2 separate regions of the Sus scrofa genome follow, and region 2 is linked to region 1. The links are chromatin contacts, called in public Hi-C maps. All regions are on one chromosome and are shown on one strand. The core of a region is the stretch at or near the end of the contact, and the rest is flanking DNA. Distances in the headings are between cores, read along the strand shown.

Region 1 (7,755 bases), core at 3,379-5,878:
ATCCTCCCTTTATGCCTGCCCTACATACTCTCCAAGTTGTGGAGAAGAGGTCCTCTGGGGTCTTCCTGCCACCTAAAGCATCTGTTGCAATATTTCTCTGGTCTACTCTTCCTTTCTGATTGCTCAAAATTCTGTTTTCTCCCTTTCTCTCCTATCAAAACCTACTTGTTTAGTGTAGGACATCATCTCAGCTAACCTTCTGTGAGAAAGCCATTTGGAGAAAATTCACATTCAAGTGTAAATGACTGATAGGCCACAACCCTTCTAGAAATATCTACCATCTCAAAGCAAGATCCTTGTTAACTAGCAATTTTCTTATGTAGAACTTCAGCCAATGCATCAAAGGGAAGGGAAGTCAATCAGGAGAGGGGGCAGATGTTTTAAATCTTGTCCAAGATTCTGTCTCCTAGTGGGAGAGGAGGGGCCTCGCTAAAATGTCTCTATATTCTGAACCACATGACTGTACATCCAATCTTTCAGGGACTTTTTCTGGTGAGTGTACTCATATGGAAAATCATTGAAAGATTTTATTCAGTCACAATGAGTCAAATATCTAACCAACAATCTTCATTAAAGTTGCCAATTACAAAGTAAACTCACCTGAAACTTCAGAAACTCATTAGTTTTTTTCTGAATTCTCTTCCCACCTTAACAAAAAGATCACAAACCATTGTGGTGGCCTGAAATAGGAAATGTGTCACCAAACAACACTCAACCATGAGAAAGTCTGAAAAGAATTCTTTCCCTTCGACTTGAATCTTATTTGGCTGGGATTTTCTCACCAGAGTCTTCCTATTTTTTTTTCCATGGGCAACTGCCCCCTTGATTAATCCCACTTCCCTCAGTCTTAGTTTTTCCAAGCAGCTGAGCAAACAAAGATGCAAGCAGCCATTTTAACATGCTTCCTCCCTCAAGCCCTCTGGGATAGGCCGTCTGTTCATCCTGTTCATAAACCAACGACCCTCATGTGCAAGGAAAGCAGCAAGGATCTTCTGTCAGGATTAATTTTAATAGCCTACAGTCTGTCACTTGGGAATCACAGCCCTGGTAAATGGCTTTCAATTACTATCTGCTGATAAAGAGGGAGATATGGGCTGAAAATTTGGTTCCTCATTTCAAACAGTTTGGATAACTAATGCAAGTTTTACTTTCAGTGTGGAGTGCATGCACTTTACAGCCTAAACCCTTGGGTCGCTGAGGAAAACCTTTTGTTGCAATGGGATCATAGTGAATTACAAAGAGGGGAAATGTGACCTTTTGTAAAAGTATAGAATTTTAGAGCTGGAAGTGAAATGAATTTGTGAATTCCTCAGCATAAAGCTTCATAGGAAACCTTCTTTCTTGTATCTGTACAGAGAAATGGTCCCCCTTTTGCCCCTTCCACTTTTTTGTCTCCATCTCTACCAGTTCCTTTCTCCTTCCTTTCTTCACTCTGTTTTTCTCATACCCAAATCCCTCTTCCTTCCCTTGCTTTCTCTTTCCTAACTGCCCATGCTCCGGTCAGTTATTTGTGAAGGTCTGCACTGAAGGACAGACAAATGAGGCAGCCGGCAAAAGTGGCCCAGTGATGGAGGGGTCTGGAGGTCCTAGCACCTGTCTCTCCCTCTGTACAATGGGGACAGTCCCCCCTGCTCTGCCCATCCGAGAAAGCACTTTTGGGGAACTGACTGGAAAAGGAGGTTTGGTAAATGGTACAGAGGTGTCAGCCATTCTTCAACAGTCTTAGGTTTACCAGTTTTGATTAATTTTTCATTAGGTATGGCTGCTATGGATTTCACTGAAAGTTCAGCATGTTCCATTTTCACAGGAATGCTTATGAAAAACCACACACATAGACACAAGAAAACAGAGTCTGTTTCATGCTTGTTTATGACACTTGGTTTCCACTGCTTCTTCATGACACGCTCAGCACATAGCAGGGGAGGCGAGGCAAAAACGAGCCTCCCCTCTCCTCAGTCAGTTCTCTCACCCTGAAGGACGGTCATCAATCACACCTTGATTTTTCTAACGATACTACTGGGCTCTGTATTTGTTAGGATTCCTCAGACAAACAGATCCAAGAGTATGTGAGTTTGTGTCTACACACAGTCCTATCAGCCATTATGAGAGAGAGAGATGCATTTTAAGGAACAGCTCACACAATAATCACTGCAGGGTAGGCCTACAGGTGAGAGCCCAGGAACTTGCAGTTCAAGTCTGAAGGCTGCCTACTAGCAGAATTCCTTCTTGCTCAGGGGAGGTCAATCTTTCTTAAGAGTTTCAATCCATTAGATAAGGCCTACTGACGTTATGCGGTGGGTGGTGGGGGAGGCAATATGTTTTACTCAAAGTCCACTTTTTTTTTTTTTTTTTTGCGCATTTTAGGGCTGCACCTTTGGCATATGGAAGTTCCCAGGCTTGGGGTGGGATCAGAGCTGCAGGTGCTGGTCTATACCACAGCCATAGCAAGGCCAAATTTGAGCTGCATCTGTGACCTACACCACAATTCACAGCAATGCCAGATCTTTAACTCATTGAGCGAGGCCAGGGATATGGAACCCACATCCTCATGGATACTAGTTGGGTTATTAACCTGCTGAGCCACAATGGGAACTCCTGAATGTTAATCTTAGCCAAAAAAAATATCTACGGAAACATCTAGAATAATGTTTGACCAAATTTCTTCACTTGCTAAGCCTCTTGATTACCGATTAGAGAACTAGGCAGCTGGTGTACTCCTTGTTAAGAATTCATATTATTATGTCAGCTCCAAATCCAAAGCTATGTTGTGTAAAACATTCTACTACTACTGAAAATATCTTCATAGTAATTATGGTTAATGTTTACACTAAAAGTTTAAGATTAAGAAGGGGACTAGGGCGAAAGGTGGAAAGAAAGATTAGAGGGAGATTCCACCAATTAGTACCTGCTATGTGCATTAGGGAGATAGAAAAGTACAGCTCCTAAACACAATTCTCGACTTCGGAAGTTTGTTAGAAAAGAAATCATCATGCACAACACAACTGGAGAAGCATATGGTCCAATCACTAGTTATACTCCGAGACCAATTTGGGCTGGAATAACTTAAGAAGGTTCAGAGAGGAGATGAGACCTGAGCTAAGATTTATAATGGGCCAGGGGAAAAGCAACAGTCTTCCACAAAAGGAAAACAGCTGGGGGCAAAATCCCTAGGCTTGAGAGAAAAGTATCCTTTTCTCTGAGGCTTGAGAGAAAAGCAAGGTGAGGGCACCAGTGGCCCAGGATCACAAGGAATTACTACCATGGCAGGGAATAAAGGCCTTCAGGTGAGGTCCAGGGGCAGGATGATGATGGTTTTGCAGGAGCTTGCCAGGGGACAGCTAACTGATAAAGGCCTTACTCAAATGTTTCTCACTTAGCCAGGGCTGGAGCAGGTTAGTGAAATCCTTGGGCTTAAAAGCAGGCCTTATGTTGAGAATGTTAATACATTAGTTAAAACTGATCAGAATGGACCAGATTACAAGGACACAAAAACGGTTTCAACTGTGCACCCTGAAGCAGTTTCCGATTTTATTTAGAGCTTCTGTCTGATTGGGAGGGAATTGCTTGTGTTTATCATATCACCTTACAAAAGACTGAGAAAATGTAAATTTTCCATATCAAAGAAGGGGGAGGCTGGTGTTGGAGGTTATGGGGTTTTTCAAACCTCCCAAGTGATGTATGCTGTGAGACTAGCATGCTTCCTACTATTTCCTTTGGGAAACAGCCCTCCTAGCTTAACTATTAAGAGAAGCTAAGCACTAGATGTGATGCTTACTGCATTGCTTTCCTCAACAGCTTAAAACACCTTCTTACAGTTTGGAAGATTTTCAAACTGGTGTGGTAGAGCAGCTGGGCTTTTGAGTTTAATATCTGGTGTTGTCACTTACTAGTTTCATGCCCTGGGAAAACTTACATCAGTTTTTGTCTGTTTTTCTGCAGGAAAATACGGAATTGTGAGAGGTTCTCAACTGGCTTGTACAGCACCTCCCACCCCATCACCTCTTGCGGGCCTTTGGAATTGTGTGTATGAGCGTGCTGGGGATGGTAGTGGGTGGGATGCGTTTGGTACTGTTATAAGGACTCAGGAGTGCTAAAGCAATTAATGCACAGAAGCCAAATACCAGATATGCAATGCCTAATTCAGTGCCGCAAAAGAAGACTCCTGCTCCAAACGCCGGAGCCTCATTAAGAAACGCTGGTAGTCCTTAAAGGTTCTTCCAACGTTAATATCTGCTAACTTCACTGAACCTCGGACTAGGCGGGCCACGCCATGGGCCGGGGCCTCCCATGCCCTATCCGGCACATTCCCCAACATTATCAATGGTAACTCATCACTCAGATTTCCTCTTGTACTTCTCAGATGCCAGGGCCCATCGTACAATTATATTGTTTGACTGTCACCTGATAAGCATCTGACCCTCTCCCCCACGCGGTAAACACCTTAACAGTTGGGAGCGGGGCACTCACCAAATACTTTCTGAATAAACAGGCGAAGAGCTGAAACTGGTAACAGACTGACCACGCCAAACATGCCCGGCCGGCGTGTGACGTCTCACCGCAACTCCCGCCTCTTCCCGCCCCTCCGGCCACCCCCTCCTCCCTGTCCGTGTTTGTTTCCGGCGTTTCAATAAAGCTCGATTCGGCTAGAAGAAGCCCTGTTCTTCCGGGAAAATGGCGACTCCCGCTCATTCGCCGGAGTCCCTGCCCGCCGCGGATCCGGCGCCCGCAGCGGGAGCTGTCGCGGACGTCGAGTGCCCGCCGCCTCGCCAGCCTCAGCTCCCGCAGAATGTCCTCGCTGCCTCGCGGCTTCGAGCCCCAACCTCCCGAGGACTTGGGTCAGCGGAGTTTGGCAGAGCTGCGGGAAACGTTGAAGCGCCAGGAGAGACTTTTGCGCAACGTGTAAGCCTGGGTCCCGCGGAGTCACCGCCGGTCTCCTTGGGTTCGGGCTAGCCGGGACGCGCCCCTCCCCTCCCCCACCCCGATCCTTTCCTCGGAAGGTGACCTTGTCACAGTCAGCTCTTTGCGAGGTCCGCGGGCGAGTAGCCGGCCTACAGCCGTAGAGCTGACCGCGTCCAGCCAGGCATGGAGCGCATGTGGGATGGCTTCCCGTGCTCCTCCTCGTTTTACGTACTCAGCTTCTGTGTCGGTTTTCCGAACGGACGGTCTGTATCCCAAATTTTTTTGCCTTTGCCCACCACCCCAGTCGTGCCCCAAACATCCTGTCAATTTCATCTCTAGATTCTCTTTTTACAGGAAGTGGGAAGAGGGGAATTAAAAAAATGGCTTATAGGCAAAGAAAGTTTGGCTAACATTTAGATGATAGAGTTAATGGAATTTAGCAGAGGATCGATATAATGAACATGATTTTTTTTTAACCTTATTTTAGCAGGTTTGTGCAGGATAGTTTTGAGGGAGTAAGAGGCAGAAGACAGTAGGAGAATATTTTCAGAGAGCCTCTCGACAAGGAGGTTTAAGAAAGTGAACTAACTATAAGGGTCATTGTAGGATTGGGAAAATTACATCAGATATGGAATAATTTGATGTGTAGTTGACAGAGACGGCTGAAGTTTCTTGCCTGTACTGGAGGCACTAGTAATAAAAATAGAAAAGTTGGGGAGGGGAGTAGATCTGAGGTTGATTTCACTTAGGGGAGCTGGGTTGATAGAAGTTGATTCTATCAGGTTAAAAACTGGAGAAGTGGTCATGAGGCTTAAGAGAGAAGAAGGATGGGAAAATAGAGGCATCCTAACTGGAGAGGGATGTTTAATAGTTAGAATTGGGGGCATGAATATAGTGTCATAAAGAGTAGAGGGCATGAGATGTAACTTTCCCTCCCCATTTATTGGGTGGCTAAAGAAAAGAAAATCAGAAAAGGAACTTCTATCACTCAGCAAAAGGGACAAGTGATCACTTGGGAGCTTCCTAGTAAAGACAACTATTTTGACTTCGTGAGAATGGTTTTTTTTTTTGGTTTTTTGTTGTTTTTTTTTTTAAGGGCCACACCATAGCATATGGAGGTTTCCAAGCAAGGTGTCAAAACAGAACTGTAGCTGCTGGCCTACAGCAACACCAGATCCGAGCCACGTCTGCAACCTACACCACAGCTCATGGTAACGCCGGTTCCTTAACCCACTCAGAGGCCAGGGATCAAACCTGCGTCCTCATGGATACTAGTCAGATTCCTTTCTGCTAAGCCACGAAGGGAGCTCTGAGAATGGGTTTTTAATCTGTAAGTGGCAAATTAACTTTTTGTTCTCCAGACTACTTTTACGCTTAAGCATCCTGAAGAGCTCTTGTCTTATATGTGGTATATCTACTGATATTTATCATTGCCTTAGGAATTACAAGTGAGCATCTTTAAAAGACAAGTACACACATTCTATTAATCCTCAGAGCAGTGGTATCATCACATATGAGGTGGCCTCTGCAAACCTTTCCTGTGCTGATGGTAAGCAAAGGAGAATGAAAATGGCAAAGAGTGTCTTAGTGTTATATAGTTTTGACCCTGCAGGTCCATCTACCTACCCTCCCCAGGAAGGTCTTGCATATCACACGTCTAAAAATTGCTAATTTGGGGGATGTCTTTTAATGAGTATCATATGCTTAAAATACTTTTGCTGAAATTCTAATTAGATGAGACACATGAGGCATATTTCCTATTCATGCAGCCACTTGTTTTTTTTTGGGGGGGGAGTATTTGGATAATGATTCTCTTATTTCATTCCTAATTGGGGCCAGTTGGAAATCAGATTTTTTACTTAAAGATCAGCTTTTCTCCCTTTGAGAATAATTCTTTGTCTTTATATCTCAAGTTTAAAAACAGGGCTCTCTCACATATGCCTGTTCTTTTCCTTTTGCCAGAAAATTCATTTGCAAATTGCCCGACAAAGGTAGAAAGATCATAGACTCTGTCGCCAAACTGAAAGCTGCCATTGAAGAACATGAAGAAGTTAGAGGGGGAAGTGACCTCTTTCATCCCGTTAATTTAGACTGTAAGTGGAGGACAAAAGCAAGTACAGTTGTTGATGTGGCAACAGATACGGCCCAGAATTCTGACCAGATACTTGATACTTCATCACTAGTTCCTGGCTGCTCCTCTATAGCTACCATCACGTCGTCTCAGACAACCTCACAGCGGGGCCTGGTCCATCCTACTCATGGAGGCAATGCTGAGGCCCCTGAGCCCGAACACTCAGTGAGCAAGTGCCCACCTTCCAGCAGCAGAGCCGCTGTGCCTTCCTCATCTGAAGCCAGTGAGCGACTCCCTCAGCATCACATTTCAAGTCAAGTAGAGGATCATTCTAGCAGCTCGGAGAACCTGTTTATTGATAGATTGCAAAGGATCACTATTACAGACCCTGGTGAACATCACTCAGAAGGAAACCCGAGTCTGGAGAACTTGACTGGCCTTTGGCGTGGGCCACAGAAGAAGCCTCATTACATGGAAGTGTTAGAAATGCGAGCAAAAAATCCTCTGCCCCTACCACATAAATTTAAAACCAATGTGTAAGTACCATCGGAAGCAGGCTTGTCACAGGAGCATAAAATTATTCAACTCCAAAATTTGGTGGACTTGGTGTGAGAACTGCTTGTACTTAAGAATGAGCTTATTGTGGAAATAGTGAAACTAGCCTGGCTGAAGTGGAGGATTCATGTTGAAAATGCTTTAGGTTTTTTAGCCAAATAATTGAAAGGTTTTCAAAAGCAGATGGAGTATTAAATTTCAGGATCCTTAGGGAATATTTCACATTAAAC
Region 2 (7,755 bases), core at 1,332-3,831, 120 kb before region 1:
CCCTGCTTCTTCTCCTTCTTTCCCACTTTCTGGGGGCTCCCCACTCCCCTCTCTCTTGCAGTTCCTTAGGTGTTGGCCTGGCACGGAGGGGCCATGACATGAGCCAGAGCCTGGCATCTGACCGCCCACACCACCCACAACCCTTAGTGACAGCCAGTTTGGGGGATCCTCCTGGCTGGAACAATTGTGAGGCTCTGGCTGCTTCAGCTGGCAAACTGCTTGGAGACTGTCACCTAAGACCCTGGGTTAGCAAGGACCTTAGTTTTAGTTTTGCTTGACCATGAGTGAGTTGAAGTATTGCTCTCTAATAATATTTCTTCAGTTATTCAATATTTATTGTGCACTTAGAATTTGCCAATTACTGTTCCAGGTACTGGGCAGGCAGGGTGTAAACAAAATCCAGTTCCCACCAAGAGCTCACAAGCTGATTATGTAGTCTGCTGCTTTTGTAATGAACCATAATAGAGTGAGAAAAGTATTGATAACATAGAAAAGACTTGGGGAGACAGAGGAGAAATGAATCCATGACCCACCCTTCCTCTCAAGCCCTGGCTCCGTCTTGAGTGATCATTGGGTTGTTGCCATAATAGAAACATTGATGATGCCAGGTTATTTTGACTCTTTCTGAACAGCAGCCCATTTCCTTTCTCCTTAAGACAACATAACAACAATAATTGTTAGCCTTTTTCTACTGAGATAACCATGCAGGTATATTACACCCATGTAAGCTTCAATAGCCAGATTTTTACCACTTTTTATTGAGAGGCAGACCCGTCTTTCAGGCTCATAAAACTCTCCCAAGAATAGGGGGCTGCATGGAAATAGGGTAGGAAGAGACCTCTCATGAAGGACCTCTGTTTAGAAGAGGGAGTGGATGGGAGGATGCAGGAAGGGTTTAGTAAAAAAGCAGTAGACCTGGAGTTAGAAAACTGGAGGTCTAGTCCCAGCCATCCACCAATTAACGTAATACCCCCAGGCCTCAGTTTTTTCATTTGCAAATTGAGGATGATAACAGTAACCACTTTGGGGGTCATGGTGAGAATTTGATGAGAAAAGGCATATGGAACACTTAGAATACAAACATAGCTGGAGTGGTGGTGATGACAGAGATGGTAAAGCACAGGCTGTGTGACTTATGTAAAGTCACATTTATGCTGGCCTCAGTTTCCTCATCTGCAGAAGGAGAAAATCTCCTAGGATCATTTGGAATTCTGTTCAGCAGCATTTCTTGAGTATCTTCTGTGTGGGTGCCACACTGGGGATTCAGAGAAGGGTGAGGCTGGTCCTTTGCCCTCAGGATGCTCACTCCAGGGGAAAGGAACGGACACATGCATAGATGACTCTAACAGAACACATGGTCTCAAAGAGCCGCAAGATTCATGAGTGTAAGTGTTTAGAACAGGAGAGCTCTGGAGGGCTTGGTAGGGAGGCAGTGTTGGGGCTTTGAAGGATGATTATAGAGAAATTGTCTTCCACTGCTAAGAAACATATATCTTCAGGGTAAAGGCCAAACCCTTCAGCTAGGCACACCAGGTTCTTCATGATCTGGCCCAGGGCCTTCTGTTGCTTGTCTACCATCTGCCTCTTGCACTGTATTTTCAGTCTCTAAAAAAATTGCATCAAACCTTTCACCGTCTTTGCAAGTGCCAATTCTTTTGGCCTGGAATTCCCTCCTCCCTTCGCTAGGGGGCAGCAGAGCAGATAAGCAAGGCATTAGGGTCATACTGTGAGGTTTGCAGCTTTGCCACTTTCCAGCCAGTGGGGCCCCTGCTGTCTTACATAATCTCTTGGTGAGTCAATGTCCTCATTTGCAGAATGGGGATACATGATAATAACAGTGCCTACCTCAAACTGTAGTTGTGAGGATTAAATGAGGTGATACATGCAAAGAACTTGCTAGCTGGAGTCTCAGGAACCACTGAATAAATATGAGCAGTTTTGATGAACACTCTATGCCTGGCCTGCTTCCACTTGTATTTCAGGTCTTAGGTCAGTCATCACCTCCTCTGGGAGGACTTTTCCTACACAGGCTAACTCCCAAGGCTGCGTTGTGAGCTCCCAAGAGTATCACTTCTACCAAAGCACTTCCACCTGCCAGCTCTCGGTATCCCCACCAGATTGCAAACTCCATAGGACAGGAGCCAGTCCATTGTGTTGGCTGCTGGGAGGGATACATGATAAGCACTCAATAAATACTGAGTGAATGACATGGGGTGAGTCCCCAGCGATCCCACAGCCTCTTGGGGCAGCTAGGGGTGGAGACGGGTGGCTGAGAATTGTGAGGATAAACGGGCCGGTGGACCTTGACACCACAGGCTGTAGAAAGAACTTGGGGTCCAGGAGGTTCAGGGCTCCTTCTGCTCCAGGATTGACGCCAGGAGGGCACAGAACCGTGGAGGGTAGTTGTCGGCCAACTTTGGCCAGGTCTGCGCCCTGGGAGGAAGAAAATGCAGCTTGACGGGTCCAGCAAGTGAACGGGCCCGCCCCGGCTCCTCCCCCGGCCCGGCCCCCTGCCCCGCCCCCGACCCGCCCCCGCCTGGCGCTAAAGGCCTGCGTCGCTCCCACCCTCCCCTCCTGCAGCTGGGCGGGCCAGCGGGTTTATTCCACCCGGGAGAAGCGCACACCAAGCCGCCACCAGCGCTGCTGCGGGATGCTGCGCTCCACGTCCACCGTCACTCTGTTCTCGGGCAGCGGCTCCAGGACGCCAGGGGCGCCCAGCAGAAGGGTGAGTAGTTGGGATTGGGAGCCACCGCTGTCCCGCTTCCCCATCCAGGCCTCCAGTTTGTCGGGGTCTGGGGATGAAGACACAGGGGAACCCGGCCCTTGGCCATGATACCCTACCCAACTCAACTTTAGGTCCTGCCCCAACTCCAGAGGAGCCCCTTCTTTTCTCTGCCTGAAGTGGCCCCACTCGTTCGAAACGTTTAGGGGACTTTCTGGAATTCCCAGAGATTTCCTCTCCCTTCCTGTCTCCTCTGTCAAGTCAAGTGTATTGGTGGCACCAGTTTAAAAAGCAAGGGGAACATTTCTGCGTCGTTCCTATCTTGAGACTCAAAGGTAATGAATGTCTTTAATACCAACACTTTCCTCCTTCCCACAACGAAAAAAAAAAGAGCCACTTTCCCCCACTGATGTTAGAGTAACACTGCTATGGACTGGGCTTAACCAAGACAGGCTTCATTTTACAAAGTAGAGATTAGCAGCTGGCCACCTAGGAGCCCAGATGTGGGACTTGGATTTATGCAAACAGCTTTCTTCTTTCTGATTTAAGTATTTGCAGCCGTAGGCAGAGTTTAAAAAGCAAGGGGAACGCATCTCCAAGGAGGTTGCCCTTTGGAAGTGCTTTAGCTGTTTCTTTGCTATCTTTGTTGCATCTTTTCTCACCTCTCCAGATGCTCTGTGAAAGAAATGCTAACTACATCCAGGTTGCATCCTTCCCGTTTCATATTTCTTCCAGGATCCATGCCTCCAGAGTACACCACCAGGGCCTTGATTCGTGCCCTTTTTTTGGTTCATCCATTCATTATGATATTTGGTACTTAACATTTGCGTGCCTATTTTCTGGGGTTGAAACTTCTCTAATTCTAGTTCCCTGGGGTTTAGCTAAACAGGTGGTTGAGTCCAAGCCATGGCTCCCTTTGGTACTCCTCTCTGTTCTCTAGTCTTGTAGATGTGCTTGTTTGATTTTTTGTATCTTAACCAGGTGACTAGCAGTCACCTTCAGAGCTGTCTTTCTTTAGCTCTAGGAGAAAGACACTGTGTTACTCTTGGGTGTGGGCCAAGTGATAGGTTCAGATGTGGGCACGTGTGTACCCCAGACACTCAGGCTTGACAGAAGTCTGGTTGTCCAGTCATTAGCTTCGTAAAGCTATATCGCCATTAGGTCCAGGTGGGTTTCCAAGCGCAGTCCCAGCCTTACATCAAGATGAGTATTTGCCTTTGTTCTATGGAAATCCTTCTCGGTGGGAACATAATTGCAATTGAGAAAGAATGAAGTCACTCAAAAGCTACCCCTGAGCCTGGACAGGGTCATGTGTGGGACCAGACTGTGTAGACTGCGTGAAATTCTCTAGATCCCTCTTCAGAGCAGGGCACTAGTACAGTGGCTGGAGTGATATGGGTGGATCCAGATGTGATGGGTATAGTAAATAAACTTTCTGAAGTTTTTTTTTTTTTTTCCTCAAATACTTACTTTCAGGTATTTCTTTGGTTGAACGTGCTGTGGTGTCCGGCACCATAAACATACTATTGAGAAGGCTTTGCCTTTTGAATAAGACAACTGAAATACTTTGGACTGGAGGGCTCAGTGCCCTGAGTTAGACTACGAAGGGTTGCTCTGAGCACACAGATATTTGTTCTGGAAAGAAGACATGAAAGGGTTTCAGGGGTCCCTTAATGATTTCCAACTCTGCTCATGATTTTCAAGTGGTGCAAGTACTGTGTTTATAAGTGTGTGCACAGCGGGGAACTGTGGTCTTTGATTGATACATTAAAAAACGTTTGTAGATCTTTGCGATGTGGGGTTAGGTATTGGGGTCCACTCTACCTGTGGGGGCAGACAATGTCACAGACTACTATCATACAAAGTGATGGTTGTAACAGTGAGTGTCGACAAGGTTATATGAAAGCTAAAAGGAAAGGTTCTCAAAGCATCGTAGGAAGACCTCCCCCTGCAGGAGACATTTGAGTTTAGTCTTGCAGGATGAGTGGAAATTTGTAGGGCAATTGATGTCATTGGGATGGTGAGAAAAAGGAAAGATCATCCTTCTAAGGGAACTCATGGCATATACTGTATGACAAAGGCATATGGGACCTCTTTAGGGCAGAACACTTAATTTTTTTAAAAAAACAAGAACAGGATGTCTTGAAAGTAAGACTTCAAGGCCAAACAAGTGAAAAGTGAAAAAGTGTTCCTGGAGTTAAAAGTTTTTTTTTTTTAAATAAACTCTGTATTGTTTTGTCTTTCTTCTCTGATATTGGACAAGTGATGGTCTTGAAAAAAAAAAAACACGTTAGCCATTAAAATAACATTTCTGTTTCATCCAAAGAGCTTACCAAATTAGGGACTGCAGAAGAACCAGGATGTGTTGGGCCAGACATTCAAGCCAACCAGAAATGGAGGTGACAGCTGACACTGAGCAGGGAGTTCTCTGAGTCAGCTGCCCAGGGTGGTGTGTCCAGACTAGACTGTCACTAGTTATTCGTTCAATAGCTGCCACCTACAATTTGCACTTCCTCCTTATCTGAATTCTCTCAAGGGAAAAAAAAAAAAAAAACAGGTGGGAGAGTAATTTCTGTCAGCTGATAAACAAAGCTCTGAGAGGCCTTTATGGATGCCAACCAGCAGGGGTTGTAAAATTAAAAAAAAAAATCTGCCTTCCAACCAGTTGTGCACTAAAAATAGTTTTATCTATGGCAACAGCAGGAAGATAAATTGGCTGGAGAATAACCATAGACAGATTGATGACCTTGGAGAATGGGAGAAAACATTTTTAAAAATATTGACATTGCTTCATGATTTTGAAAGGAATTTCGTCAACGCCATTAATTGCACCAAATGAGACTTTGCAATGGAAGGTCAGTGGTATGGCCAGGTTGTATGCTTTGGGGTGGGGGAGGGCACCTGTTGCTTTGCGAAGCCAAATAATTCTTCTTAAGCTGTTCAGCGAGGGTGGTGTAAGATGATAAATTTGCCAAGGGTTTACCCTAGCACAGTGTTCTTGCCCATATTTCTTTGTATTTGGCAAATGTTTCCTGTGTTAAAAACTGGAATGGGCCTGCCAGTCATTACTTCTACTCTCCTGGGTCCCGTTTCTGTCTGATTGGCTTTAAATAAAGAATTCTCCTTAGCTGGCTAGTGAATGGGTCACACAGGTGTTTACTTCACTTCCTTTCCTTTCACAGAAACATCTGTGTGTGTAACTTCTGTGTCGCCCTATGGGGCTCTGAGGAAGGGACACAGGGCGTTGTAGGACCTCTGTGTCTGGTGGAAGGAAGCTGGCTGCAGCTTCCCCCAGAGAGGGGGTGGGCAGGGGGCCCAGTGTACCCAGAAAACAGACTGGCTCCCCCCTCCCCCAGCCCTCCTGAGCCAGCCCCTGAAAGGCCCATTTGAGGGATTTTGGAATCCTGGCGTCCCCAGGGTTTAGCCAGAAAGCCTTTGCCAATAAAAAGTGAGAGTTGGAGTCTTTGCTGTGGCGCAGCAGGATTGGCGACATCTTGGGAGTGCTGGGATGCAGGTTCAATCCCCGGCCCAGCACAGTGGGTTAAGGATCTCGTGTTGCCGCAGCTGTGGCTTAGGTCACAACTACAGCTCAGAACTGATCCCTGGCCCAGGAACTCCGTACACCATGGGGTGGCCAAAAAAAAAAAAAAAAAAAAAAAAAAAAAGGATCCAGCATTGCCACAGCTCTGGTGTTAAAGTTGCTGCTTCAGCTCAGATTCAATCCCTGGCCTGAAACTTTTATATGCCATGGGTTTGGCCATTACAAAAAAAAAAAAAAAAAAAGTGAGAGTCGCAGGCTCAGGAAAGATGTCCCAACCTCTCTGTTCAGTGATCTTTCTGTATGGGAGGTAGGATGAAGGGACCTGAGTTCTGGGGGTCCTAAAGGAAACCCGAGACTTGGAGGCTGGTATTCCCACTGAACTTCTGCTCACTGAGGACACCTTTTCAAGTCAGCCTCAAAAATTGTAGAATTGAGGGCAGGGAGCTGTGGATCCAGGGCCAACTAGCTAGAGACCATAGTGAAATGTTTCACTTGTCTCTCACACAGCCATCTCTCAGCCTAAAACTGGTTGGTCCCGCATTCCCCAGCACACGAAAGAGTCACACAGAGGTAATCACCTCTTTCCTTCCTTAGATGAGTGACATTTCCGGAAGTGTCAGTCACACTGGTGACTCTTTTTTGTCCTTTAAGGCCAGAGTGAATGCAAATCCAGTCACGCAACTCCTCTGCTTCAAGGGCCCCTTCAGTACTGCTGAGAAAAAGTATAAACCTTTTGTTTAGCACCCAGGCCCTTCTGATCTGGCCTTGACCTCCCAGTCCCCCTCGTCATGCATGCTCTTTCCATGTATTCCCGGGTATTTGCTGTTTTCCACGCTTTTGATGCCTTTCCTCACCTCTGCCATTTTTCATGCTTCTCCTCTGATGAGTCAGCTCCTCCCAGAGAGCCTGCCCCAAGCCCCCCTTTTATGTGTCCCCTAGAAGCCTGTGCACCCCATCACTGCTTGTACTTGTGATTAACTAACTACTAAGGCGAGAGTTTGGGGACCCTCCCTCCCCAGGCCTGGTGTCATAGGTGCCTAAAAAGAAGAGTGTCACCAGGGTCCTAAAGGAGCCACATGTAGACTTGAGCTGGCAAACAGGAAAACAGGAAGAGAAGCTGGGGCTGAAGCCGGCTCATGCCCTCTGGCCCACCTGGGCAGGAAGCAGGTGCCCTGCGGGTGGGAGCGCTGGCCCAGGTGAGGCGGCTGACAGCTCTGGGAAGGCTTCCACGTATTCCAGTTGCTTCATCCTGTTGCACTGTCGGAGTGTCACTGCTTCAGTGAAGTCAGGGGTTCTCAACTCTGATGACACAGGAAAACCAAGACGCTTAAAATACCTCCGCCCAGGCCCCACCCCAGATCACGTAAATGAGAACCTGTTGACGTGATGATTGTTTAGGAAGCTCCCCCTGGGTGATTTAAATGTGTGGCCAAGGATCAAAACTACCCCTTTCCAGGGTTGCTCTCCTAGACAGCTTTCTTAGAGATGTAGA

The links. Hi-C and Micro-C count contacts between places; a contact is called where the count stands out from the background.
Region 2: a contact with region 1 is called in a Hi-C map of heart right ventricle, with 2.2 times the contacts expected there. The contact joins the promoter of MYZAP here to the promoter of POLR2M in region 1. A contact is called at or near these places in 1 of 5 promoter capture datasets (liver) and 1 of 47 Hi-C or Micro-C datasets (heart right ventricle).

Annotation. Positions count from the first base shown.
Region 1 is chr1:114,263,735-114,271,489 of Sscrofa11.1, reverse strand. It overlaps POLR2M (protein GRINL1A), which reads left to right and starts at 4,628. Exons shown (of 4, transcript XM_005659563.3): 1 at 4,628-4,899; 2 at 6,862-7,506. The coding sequence starts at 4,787. It overlaps LOC102160652 (a long non-coding RNA gene), which reads right to left and starts at 4,803. Exons shown (of 4, transcript XR_300957.3): 1 at 4,468-4,803.
Region 2 is chr1:114,381,244-114,388,998 of Sscrofa11.1, reverse strand. MYZAP (myocardial zonula adherens protein) reads left to right here and starts at 2,581. Exons shown (of 13, transcript XM_021094625.1): 1 at 2,581-2,725. The coding sequence starts at 2,651.